Linked DNA regions of Sus scrofa: region 1 is linked to region 2. The links are chromatin contacts, called in public Hi-C maps. All regions are on one chromosome and are shown on one strand. The core of a region is the stretch at or near the end of the contact, and the rest is flanking DNA. Distances in the headings are between cores, read along the strand shown. Region 1 has its middle 62 kb from the start of CDCA7L. Region 2 holds the start of SP8 (transcription factor Sp8).

Region 1 (5,693 bases), core at 1,266-3,765, 1.1 Mb before region 2:
TTTAGCGGGCAGCTGGTCTTAGTATCGCTAAGTACCCAATTTCGCTAAGCCAGTCATGCATCCCCACATCACTTGCTCAAGCCAGAAATAGAGTAGGCATGCATGTGTGCAAACACACACACACACAGTTACTGTGGGAAAGGAACCTCAGATTGGAAGTGTCAATGCAATATGGAGGGAATGCAGCAAGATCACATTAAGGTTTATAAAAGCACGTGACATGTTGTTTGTTGGGCTGCACAACCAAAGGCTAACAAGCCCTGCACTTGCCCAGTTTTAAGACCAAAAGAAGAGCCTGGAGTCAGCCACAGCAGTCTTGTGTGCAGGCTTGTCAATGTCTTGTGATTTTTAGATGCTGTCTAGTTCACATGATTTGTCCATGAGATAACTTAAGGGCGAAGCTAGGGAGGAGATCTGGTCATCTATTAATTACCTGTTCTTCATTTCTACTTCTTTGATGTGTGGAAAGAACTAAGTCAGACAAGGTATTGTGTGATGGGGAGATCTGAAAGCTGTGCTAGGGCCAGAGATGAGTAGAGCATGAAGGTGCCCGGCTTAAGATTAGTGACAAGACAAAGGGGTGCCTCCTGCAGAGAGCTCTTTCCTGCAAAAAGCTTTTTCCTGCCAAAAGCTGCTTAAAAATCAAATCTCTGCTTGTCAGAATATCATGCCATTTCTATGGGATCATAGAGGAAGATCCTCCTTCTGTAACTTCTTCATGCCGACATAGGGCACCACATCCTTAGAGTGGAAGCTCTCAACCTTGATCAGTAGTGTCTTTTTGCTCATAGTTGTACTTGCCCACTTACATATACAGGCAGAACAAATTACAATTACTTTGATGTCCACAAAGACACTATTATGAGCAATAGCGTTAATCCCATTCTCTTATGGTGAGTTCTTAGAACTGTGCTCATCATAGACTCGGTATTGCTCAAGATAGAACAGTTCATGTCATGCCTGCAGTCTGGTCATCCTGCGGTTAGCTTTATCCTTCTGGCAGCAGTTACAGTATCAATAAAACACCTCAGGAGTCTGCCTCAGACACTGCTTGAGCCTGTGCTTTTGTGACTCAGGCCTGGGAGACTTCATCTTTGCTATAAACAAGAGGCTGAAGACATGGAGGGGCCTTTGTACTTAGGGGGAAGGGTGGATCTAGGGTTCTGCTCGGTTCCAGAAGTGATGTATACAAGTTCTAGGTCATATCCTAAAAAAGAAAGCATGTGCCCAGGTGCTCTGTCCCGTCCCTTTTCTTCTTCCCTTATTCTTAAATGTAGACAGGTAGACGGTCCACTTGAAATGAGATAAAAATGACCAACCACCAGGATAGTGAATCCAGGACCCCTCTGTTCCTTATACCAGGGAATCAACAATTCATCCCTGAACTTCTTACTTCAGTGATTGCATGAGAAATAATTACCTTCTGTTCTGTTTAAGCTATCATTTAGTTGGGTCATTGTTATAGGAAGAGAAACTGTATCTTAACGAATTGGGTACCATACTGAGTTTCTCTCTTGGAGGACAGCCATTAAAACTTCTCCAGGCCATTTACTTCCATTCATCTCATTGGGGGCCTTTCCACTGGAAACATATACAGTAAGCTATCCAACAGTGGAATAAAACACAATAAAATGGTGAAAATGTGTACCAAAGTGCTAAGGGCTAATAGGCACAGGGATAATTTAAAAGGGAAAAAGAATGGCAACCACCATCATCAAATAATCCCCCTTACTCTCCTGCCTCTCAAACCTCTCCTTTCTTTGTCCTTCTCTTCCTCCCTTTTTATTAATTACCCACAAAGCACCAGGCAATATGTGTGATTCAGAGACTAGCTGGATATAAATAACAGAATCCCCTGGCGAGGTATTCACACAAGCTTCAACACCTCCAAAATGTAGCTATAGACAGACTAAAAGGACACCTTTGGTGGGGCTATCAAGAATAGGGCAGAGAGGAGTTCTTGTCGTGGCTCAGTGGTTAACGAACCCGACTAGCATCCATGAGGACGTGGGTTCCATGCCTGGCCTTGCTCACTGGCTTAAGGATCTGGCGTTGCTGTGGCTGTGGTGTAGGCGGGCAGCAACAGCTCTGATTAGACCCCTAGCCTAGGAACCTCCATATGCTGTGGGTGCGGCCCTAAAAGACAAAAGGACAGGGGGAAAAAAGAAAAAAAAGAATGGGGCAGAGAGTGTTGTTCTGAAACCTATAGTAGTAATTTTAAAAACCTCTATGGAGGGGCAGGTGAAATGTAGCCAGTAGTTACCCCACTGTAAACTGCAGGTCCCTTAGGACAAATGCAGACCACAGATTTTTCAATACAGAAATGCTCCATCTGATGAGACACCCGGCACCTCTTCCTGAAGTGGCTGTTAGGAAGCACGATTCATTTGGGGTTCTCTGCAGAGGGAGCTGGAGAAGCTCAACTTTGGAGAGGATTCAGCGGGGCTGGGGGACCCACTGGAACACTTGGCTTTGGTGCTCCTACCACGTGGCCACACACCCAGCTGGCTTCTGACTTCATACCCTTGGCATCTGGGTGGCCTCTGATGATTGAAAACACTGCCTGCTGCCTGCTCTCCTCCTGGCTCCCCTCCTAAACCCTCCACCTCTGTCAGCAGGGAAGCCCGCAGCCAGGACCCTGAAGGCCCAGTGGTTGGCAAAGACAAAAGTGACATATACCTGGCATCTGTGCAGCTGAAATAAAAGCCTTTCTCTTTCTCAGGTCTTACCATACAGTTTTCTTCTCCTTTCTTCCTGCTCTTTTTTCTTTTTCTGAGAGGCGAGGTCTTGGAGACTCTTTTCAAAGACCAGCTCACTGAATTGCAGCTCAGGAGGAAAAAAAAAAAAAAAAAAAAAAAAAAGAAAGAAAAAAAAGATAAGTAAGCATCCAGAAATCTGGGGAAAAGAAAGAAAACCTCATGACTATAACTCTGACCTCAGCTGACTCTAATAAGGTGTTCATTACCTAACCATTAGAACCACCTACACAGGACAAAGTGAATTTCTAATCAACAGGTAGTAATAGCAAAACCCCCTCAAGAGCCAAGAAGCATTAGAGTGGATTATCCATGAAGAGAGGATTAGAAAAAGAGAGACTGTGAATCCAGCAAAGGAAACCCCAGCGGGCCAGCTGGCTAATGTTTGGGATAATAATTTCAAATGTATTAAAATAAATTGCAAGAAAGAAAAGGCTGAAGGCAATAAAAGCAAGCTTCACACGATACTGTATATTGTGGATCAAACCATGTACATTCGCAATAATCACTTCCCCAGAGGCAAGCAGTAAAGGTGCCACCAGCAGAGACTGGTAGAATTTAAAGTCACAAAGCTTTCTGTATGCTAATAGAAATTACTAGAAGTGAGGGCAGTTATCACAGAGCCTGCCCAATAGACAGCTTCCTGATCTGTTTTTTTCCGCAGCCTGAGTACTGTTACACAGTGTTGAGATAGGAAGGAAATAGCAGGTATAGACACCCTCACTCCTCCGCAGCCTTCAGTGAAGCCTTGCTAAGGATCTGAAGCAGGGAGAGAGTGCCTTTTTTTTTTCTCACTTCCGGAGTTTTGCCAGCAAGGCACAGGTTGAACCTCAAAACCCCTTGCCTTGCCCTCTTGTTCATCAGGAAGACGAGAATTCAGAAGCAGAAAGGAGCACAGATATGATCCAATTTTTCTTTTACCATATCCAGAGCTTGTGGCCGTTTTTTTATCTTGAGAGTATCTGGCGTTTATTTTCTTGTTAAGTTTTGTTAGTTTTTGCCTGTGTAAGGTGGACTGGTGACTTCTAGCAAGTCTGTAAATGGTATTTAAATGCTCCTTATTTTTTTTTTTTGTTCCATTTTTAGGCTACATCAATGAGATACAACAACTGATCTAAGCTAGGGGGTAAATCACTGGACTAAAATCTGTAACTATAGACTTCCAATTAAATGCTTTCCTTTTAAAGTCAGAAATTTCTTTATTCTTAATTCTGAAAGTAATCAGTGGTGTCATGATTGAGGAGTTTCCTTTGAGTTGATATCATCATCCATCCATCCAGTCAATTGTTTTAAGCACCCAAACTATAGCAGGTACTCTTCAAAATGAAGTTGAGTACAAGATGAATAAAATACGATTCTTGTCTTCCAGTCGGAATGGTTTGTCAGGAAAACCATACAGGTTTATAGCCTTGCAACCAGGAATTAGAGCAATGGTGTCAGAAAAGGAATAAAGGTTTTCAGAAGGCTCAATGGGAAGACCAAAGAGAAAGCTCCTAATCTTTTCATGCAGACCCAAAGGAATCTCTGGAGAGTATCTGAATGGGAATTAACCTTGAGGAAAGGTAAGAAGCCAGAGGGTCAAGGACATGTGGGGAAGGATATGCAAGAGGCAAATACATGTGCAAGAGCTGGGAGATCATAGGGAGCCTGGCTTGTGTAGGGGGAGCTGCAAGAAACTTGGGGCTGGACCTCAAAAGGTGGTGGTGTTTTGAGATGTGGAGGTGGGGAAGTCGGGGAAGGGACTAGGAGGAAGTCCATAAGCAACAATGGAACGAAGGGAGTCAGGGGCCAGACCATGCCCACTTCTATGCCCCGTAAGAGAATTTGGCCAAAGCTCTTGACTGGTTATTAAATGTTGCACTAATCATATTCTACCTTCCGGCCAATTACATCTTGCTAAGTATTCCAGCATCCTCTTTTGGTTGGTTTTCCTCTGTTTGGTCTTGATTCATGCTGATAAAAGAGGACATCATAAGGGCCCTAAGTAACTCACCTCCTCATGAAGATTTCTCAAGGAATCAGACCAAGGTTAGACCAATCTGTTTCCCCATGACCTCATGTTACCTTGTACAGCCTTCCAGCCAAAAATCTGCAAATCTGTCAAACAGGGTTTAGAATAGAAAATGGGATCTGGATTCACCAATTGAAAACTGAAGGATCCTTTGCCAAGTTTACCAACCTCCTGTGTTGCATGTGAAACTGTGCATCTTTGTAAGCTTAAGAAAAGGCAATGAGCTGGGTTCATCCTATTAACGTAGTAGTTACGAGTAAGAAATTTTTAAATAAAAATTGTTTATTTGTGGAATAATGCTCATTGAAACCAGTGAAACAGCAAACTGCAGATATGGTGAAGTCAAAGTTACAGTTTAAGTTTCTTACAAGTGAACTCAGTATAACAGTGTAAGATGGAGGCAGTGCGATGGAGTGGTTAATGGCCTGGGCATGTTGGTCAGAGAGGCCAGATTTAAATCCCAGGCACACCACTTACTAGTTGGGTGACATTAGATGACTTGCTTGATTTCTCAAAGCATCAGTTTTCTCAACTGCAAAACGGGAATAATAGTACCACTCTAGAGAACTGTCATGAGGATTAAGTGAAATAATGGGTCTTAAGAGCATGCCTGATGCTGATTGGGTGATGACCGTGTGCTAGCTTAGTGTTTTTTTGTTTGTTTGTTTTTTGTTTTGGCCATTGTATGTAGCAGCTTGATGTGGGATCTCAGTCTCCAGATCATAGATTGAACCCCGCTCCCGCGTGAAGGTGCTGAGTCCTAACCACTAGACCACCAGGGAACTCCCTAGCTGGTGCTATTTTAAACCTGATGGGATAAGGAAGGTCTTAGTTCATCTATTGATTCCTAGGAGAAATTGTTGGTATTTCCTAACCACAATTTACCCCGTAAGGCTGGCTGGTACCCCTCCTAGGAAATATACTTC
Region 2 (5,882 bases), core at 2,244-4,743:
GTTGTCCAAATCGAAGAAACAGAGAAATTAATCTGGGAGACTATCCATCATCACCGGTAATAAAGAGAGCGACATGGATGAGACAGATGATATGATTAAGGGGCTGTGGTCGTTTTAATTAACTTTTTGCTGTCCTGTAATGATCAAACTGGTCACCAGACCCGGTCAATAAGCATGTTAATACCAAACAAATAAAACCAGGGATGATTAAAAACCTCCTGGTTTATTAAATTTGAAATTCAAATGAAATTTATGCTGCAGATGCATACAGAATGCTAATAGATTTTAGCTTTATTGAAAGTGGATACCACAGGTTTGCAAGAAACAGCAGAATATCCATCTACCCCTCTCCCTGCCAGCTCTTTAAACTTCTTAAGAGGTGGGGGAAACTTTTAATTAATGTCAGAAAACCTACATTTCCTATCTTTCTTCCCCTTCCAAACCGCTATATTGTTGCAGTAAATACTCAAGAGTAATGATCAATTTCATTAAAGGTAAACTGAACTGTATGTGCTAAGAAATGCTTTGCCGGACAGGCTGTATCTACATAAGATTACAGCTGTTCCCTCCTGTGGGGGATTCAAAAATAATACAGCCACTTCTTCAAAGTGGAGAAAGAGCTGCCATTAAGACCAGTTGCATTGAAGACAGAAGCAAGATCATTGCTGTTTTAATTTTTGGTTAGTTTTATAATTCTCTGCCTTTCCATTTTAACTCTGGGTCTTATGCCTTATGACAAACGCTAAACACTTCTTGGGGGGGAGGGGGAGGGGGATAAGAAAAAATGTCCCTTGACTAATATATATATTCATATATATGAAAACACAAATATATACATATAAATGAAAACTTTTTGCTAAAGATGCAGATACAACCCTTGTGAAAATCCCCAAATGCTGCAAGCCAACCTTATGCAAATTGAAGAATCTAGTGTATTCATTAAATCCATACCAGCATTGTAACCCATTGTCATAGGTAGAATTACATACGATTCTAAAGTGAATTTATATAAAAACAATCTTAGACGTATATAGCTCAAAACTGTAGTCACATGATGCCGAATTTTTCTAATTCCTAGCATTTTTAAAGGAAACAGTGGTTAGTGCTTCTATTTACTCTCAGAATCAGCGTTTAACTTTTCAATAGTCCTGCCTCACTTCCTACCAGAGATAGGAGGATAAGAAGATAAAGTAAATAACTATTCATAGGAGGGAGTTGTCCCTCAAAAGCTTTTTTTCTCCACCTTTGAGGGTGATGGTATTGATTAGAATCAAACCCCAAATTTGAACAACTGTATATTAGTTCCTTAAAATGCATATCATTATAGAAGGAGACCAAAGCAATGAAGTTAATTCTCTTTTATTTGTTAAACAGAGTTCCCTCCTTCCCCCACCCCTTCCTCCTTCTGGGCTGGCCTGTCACGCCTTCTCAACACGCTAAAATCATTCAGAGTGGCTTGCAGGGAGAAACACGACATTTATGGTAAGCGTCAGCCTTCAGAGAAAGCAAGCAGTTCATTAATTTACTTCACACTTACTTCAAAGTATGAGATTGTACCTTACCCCCTTAATCAATAGATATGATGTACAGTCAATATCCCAACAGTGTTAAAAAGGGGTCAGAAACACACTCAGACCACAAACATCAGACTTAACTCTGTTCATTGAAACTTACAGAAATGATTCAACCTGATTTTGGAGTTCAGTAAATCCCAGGAGGGTTCCCCACCCCACCCCCCACTCCCACCCACCCCCCCCCCGCCCCCCGCCCTGCCCCTGCCCTCCACATCTCCAGAAGTTGTGATGTACTTGAGGAAGACTCACAAAACAACAATAAAATAATACTATTTCCCAGGTCAAAACAAAATATTTCTCTCAGCTAGTAACTGAGAGAAAAATCTAAATCTCTAATCTAAAATCTCTCAGATTTAAGTCAATTCTGACTTAAAAATTAGATTTCTGGGAGCATTCATAATTGTTTAAAATATGAATTACTTTTTAAAATATATGAATATTCAATAGGGCTCCAAGGGCTATAGACTTTCTGTTACACTGCTGTGGTGCTTTCTGTAGTTCAAGATGTTCCCTTGAGGTGGCAGTCAAATTATAATCGCATTTTTGAGGCAACTAATAACACAAATGGCAAGCAAGTTCTAAAACCCACTGAGATTGAACTGAGTGTCTACTGACATGCATAGGCACTAATGGATATCTGACCCAAACTCCCTTAGACACAGGACACCTCTACACATGTGGTCCAAAATATGTCAAAAGCTTGTCCCTATTCTCAGATAAATAAAACTCAGATTTCATTCAAAATCCTGATTTTTTCTTTCTCAGAAAAAGGCAGTGGGATTTCCTGTGAAAACTTCTAAATTCCGTAAAACTCTCCTCAATTTCTCAACCCAAGAAAAAGCAATACTCACCCCCTTCTCTATCTGTCTTTTGTATTGAAATTTACTAAATCGCCACGGGACAAACACACCCCTCCCCCAGAGAGAGACTTCCAAAACCCAATCCCACCTCCGAGGGAATAAAAAAGCAACCGCGTTAAAGTAACAACTAGTTGACGCAGGCGCACACACGCCCTAACGCCGCGCTAAAACTACTCCTTGCCAAATTTCTACCCTTCGATCCTAGAGCCAGGAAAGGAGACGAAGGTATTAATAGGATTTTCTTTCAAAATGTAGTGACAGTGTTTAAGAAATGAATTTTTAAAAAAAACCACTCAAGATTTGAGCTACAAGAAATCCAAGGAAGTTGGCGACAGTGATAGCGTTTGTGAATATTTACTCAGCCTCACTCAACTTCGCAGTTTCACTCTTCACATCGCCATGTCTTTTATGTACGCACACTTTACCACACAGTGCCTCTTCTCCACCCCGGGCTGGCTGCACACACACCCATACAAGCACACACGGCCCCCTCTTCTCTCTCACACAAACACACACAGCCTTCTTCTCTCCCACGTCACGCGCACACACACTCATCCACCCTCCCTCCTCTTTCACACATACAAATTCACACTCACACTCCTTCCTTTCCCCCAACACCAAACACACTCAAGACACCACCACCCCCCTTTACACACCGTCCCTTTTCCTAGGTTTGTCACTCAGCTACACTACGCTCACACCCTTCCCCTCAACACTTTACTGATCTGTCCCTCTACCCCCTTTTGTCACACAGGCAGTTAAATTGTCACTCACAAACCCCTCTCCGTCTCCGCACTGTCCCTCCCCTCCCACACCCCACAGTCACAGTTACACTGCCAAACTCTCCTCCCCAAGGTCCTCCCCCACCACTCAGTCTGCATAGTCTTCTCAGCTTGGTTACACACTTACACATTTACACTGTTACACACACACACACACACCCGCTTTGTAACACAAACGCGGTCGCCCGCGCCCCACCCTCTACAGCTCCCCCCGCCCCCTGCGGCGGCCGGCGGCGGCGCCGATGACCTCACGGCGCGCGCGCGGCGCGGCCCGGCGAGGCCGCAGATTGGCTGGCCGCGCCTCCGCGGCACTTCAAAGCCGGAGAGGGAGCTACAATTGTGGTGGAATGGGCGGAACTGATCATTGTATTGCACACCTCTAAAAAAAACACTGCCTCTGATTTATCAATATAAAAAAGATCCTCTGAGAGGAGGAGGGCACTTTTGTGTGATGGCAACTTCACTTCTAGGGGTGAGTCTCAGGATTTTCTCTTGCTGGTTTAATTAGTTTCCTTTTATTGCCTATCGGAGGGGGTTAAAGTCGCCCCGGCCAGGCCACGGGCTATCAGTCTCTATTGAGAGCTTCCCCCCCACCTTTAAATACAAGTGAGTTTGGAGAAAAGGAAGAGGGGGAGAGGGGGGTAGAGTCACTTTTTTCGGCGCAGGGAAAGGTTCGAAGGGCATTTAGACAAGCCACCTCGCAGCGCCCGGCCGCTCCCCGCCCGGGAGACTTGCGCCCAGCCCATTTTACGTGCGACGATTTCGGGGGTAAAGAAAGCAAGTTTTTCCTCCTGGGCAAACTGCAGATTTCCCTCTCCCCCTTAAAAAATTCCGCAGCCCGCCTTGTCTTGCAGGTACGTTGAACCCGTCTCTCTCTTAACTATTCTAGACTCTTTTTTTTTTTTTTTTGGTTAAGAAAATCAGGAAGAGCGAGCCCTGTAGTCTTCTGTCTTTTGGCCTGGGAGAGACAACCCAGGATGGGTTTCTGGGGACCGGAACAGGATTTTCAAAGCTCTCTGTGGATTACAGGGGTAGCGCTCGTAAAAGCAATCTAGTGGTATTTCCCCAGGATTCTCCGCAAAGGAATCTTGTTTCCTCCCCAATCTGGACTTTTTGCTTGCTTGCTTGTTTCGAAGTGCCTGGGGTCTTGTGTCCTCGAGAGTGTTGTTTTAGGTGAGAATACTTGTCAAACTCTTCCTTAGCATGGCGCTTTGCTCCCGAATCAGACGCCAGCAACCAAACTTGTCCCCTTCCGTAGAGTAGGAAGCAGCCGGGCGCCGGGGCTGTTGGGGGAGCCAGGTGAGTTGGTGGCGGCGCGCCGCAGCGAGAAATGGGGTGCAGTGGGGCGTCTTGGAGGTTACCAGAGGCCTGATGCACATTTCCTCCCTCCCTCCCCTACCGGCCCTTTGCCCACCTCCCCTCCCCCATCCCTTCTCTTCTCTCAGGAAGAACCGAGGTTGGGATCGACTCCTCTGGCCATGCTTGCTGCTACCTGTAATAAGATCGGCAGCCCCAGCCCGTCTCCCTCCTCCCTCTCGGACAGCTCATCTTCCTTCGGCAAAGGCTTCCACCCCTGGAAACGTTCCTCGTCCTCTTCCTCTGGCAGCTGCAACGTGGTGGGCTCCAGTCTTTCAAGCTTCGGTGTGTCAGGAGCCTCCAGGAACGGCGGCTCGTCTTCGGCCGCGGCGGCGGCGGCGGCGGCAGCGGCGGCGGCCGCGGCCCTGGTGTCCGACTCCTTCAGCTGCGGCGGCTCGCCCGGCTCTAGCGCCTTCTCCCTAACCTCCAGCAGCGCTGCCGCCGCCGCTGCGGCCGCCGCCGCCGCTGCCTCGAGCTCGCCCTTCGCAAACGACTACTCGGTGTTCCAGGCCCCTGGCGTATCCGGCGGCAGCGGCGGCGGGGGCGGCGGCGGCGGCGGCTCCTCGGCGCACTCGCAGGACGGCTCCCACCAGCCCGTGTTCATCTCGAAGGTGCACACCTCGGTGGACGGCCTGCAGGGCATCTACCCGCGCGTGGGCATGGCGCATCCGTACGAGTCGTGGTTCAAACCCTCGCACCCCGGCCTGGGAGCCGCAGGCGACGTGGGTTCGGCCGGCGCCTCCAGCTGGTGGGACGTGGGCGCGGGCTGGATCGACGTGCAGAACCCAAATGGCGCGGCGGCGCTGCCCGGCTCGCTGCACCCTGCCGCCGGGGGCTCCAAACCTCGCTGCACTCGCCGCTCGGAGGCTACAACTCGGATTACTCAGGCCTGAGCCACTCCGCCTTCAGCAGCGGCGCCTCTTCTCATCTGCTCAGCCCCGCGGGACAGCACCTCATGGACGGCTTCAAACCGGTGCTGCCCGGCTCCTACCCGGACTCGGCCCCGTCGCCGCTGGCCGGCGCTGGGGGCTCCATGCTGAGCGCGGGGCCGTCGGCGCCGCTGGGGGGCTCTCCGCGCTCTTCCGCCCGCCGCTACTCCGGCCGCGCCACCTGCGACTGCCCTAACTGCCAGGAGGCCGAGCGGCTGGGCCCGGCCGGGGCCAGCCTGCGGCGTAAGGGCCTGCACAGCTGCCACATCCCAGGCTGCGGCAAGGTGTACGGCAAGACGTCGCACCTCAAGGCGCACCTGCGCTGGCACACGGGCGAGCGGCCCTTCGTGTGCAACTGGCTCTTCTGCGGCAAGCGCTTCA

The links. A called contact is a pair of places that touch in the nucleus more often than the background predicts.
Region 1: a contact with region 2 is called in a Hi-C map of fetal skeletal muscle, with 3 times the contacts expected there. The contact joins the enhancer-like site here to the promoter of SP8 in region 2. A contact is called at or near these places in 13 of 47 Hi-C or Micro-C datasets (brain, embryonic fibroblasts, epiblast stem cells and 9 more).

The regions. Positions count from the first base shown.
Region 1 is chr9:90,866,138-90,871,830 of Sscrofa11.1, reverse strand. No RefSeq gene overlaps it. Among named protein-coding and RNA genes, the nearest start is that of CDCA7L, 62 kb to the right of the region's middle. Within about 2 kb of position 2,515, at least 8 of the 83 cell types and tissues checked have an H3K27ac peak or open chromatin away from gene starts, as enhancers often do. A contact at or near this core is called in fetal skeletal muscle and skeletal muscle, where this site is marked.
Region 2 is chr9:89,765,039-89,770,920 of Sscrofa11.1, reverse strand. SP8 (transcription factor Sp8) reads left to right here and starts at 3,493. Exons shown (of 3, transcript XM_003357469.3): 1 at 3,493-3,688; 2 at 4,662-5,406; 3 at 5,409-5,882. The coding sequence starts at 3,668.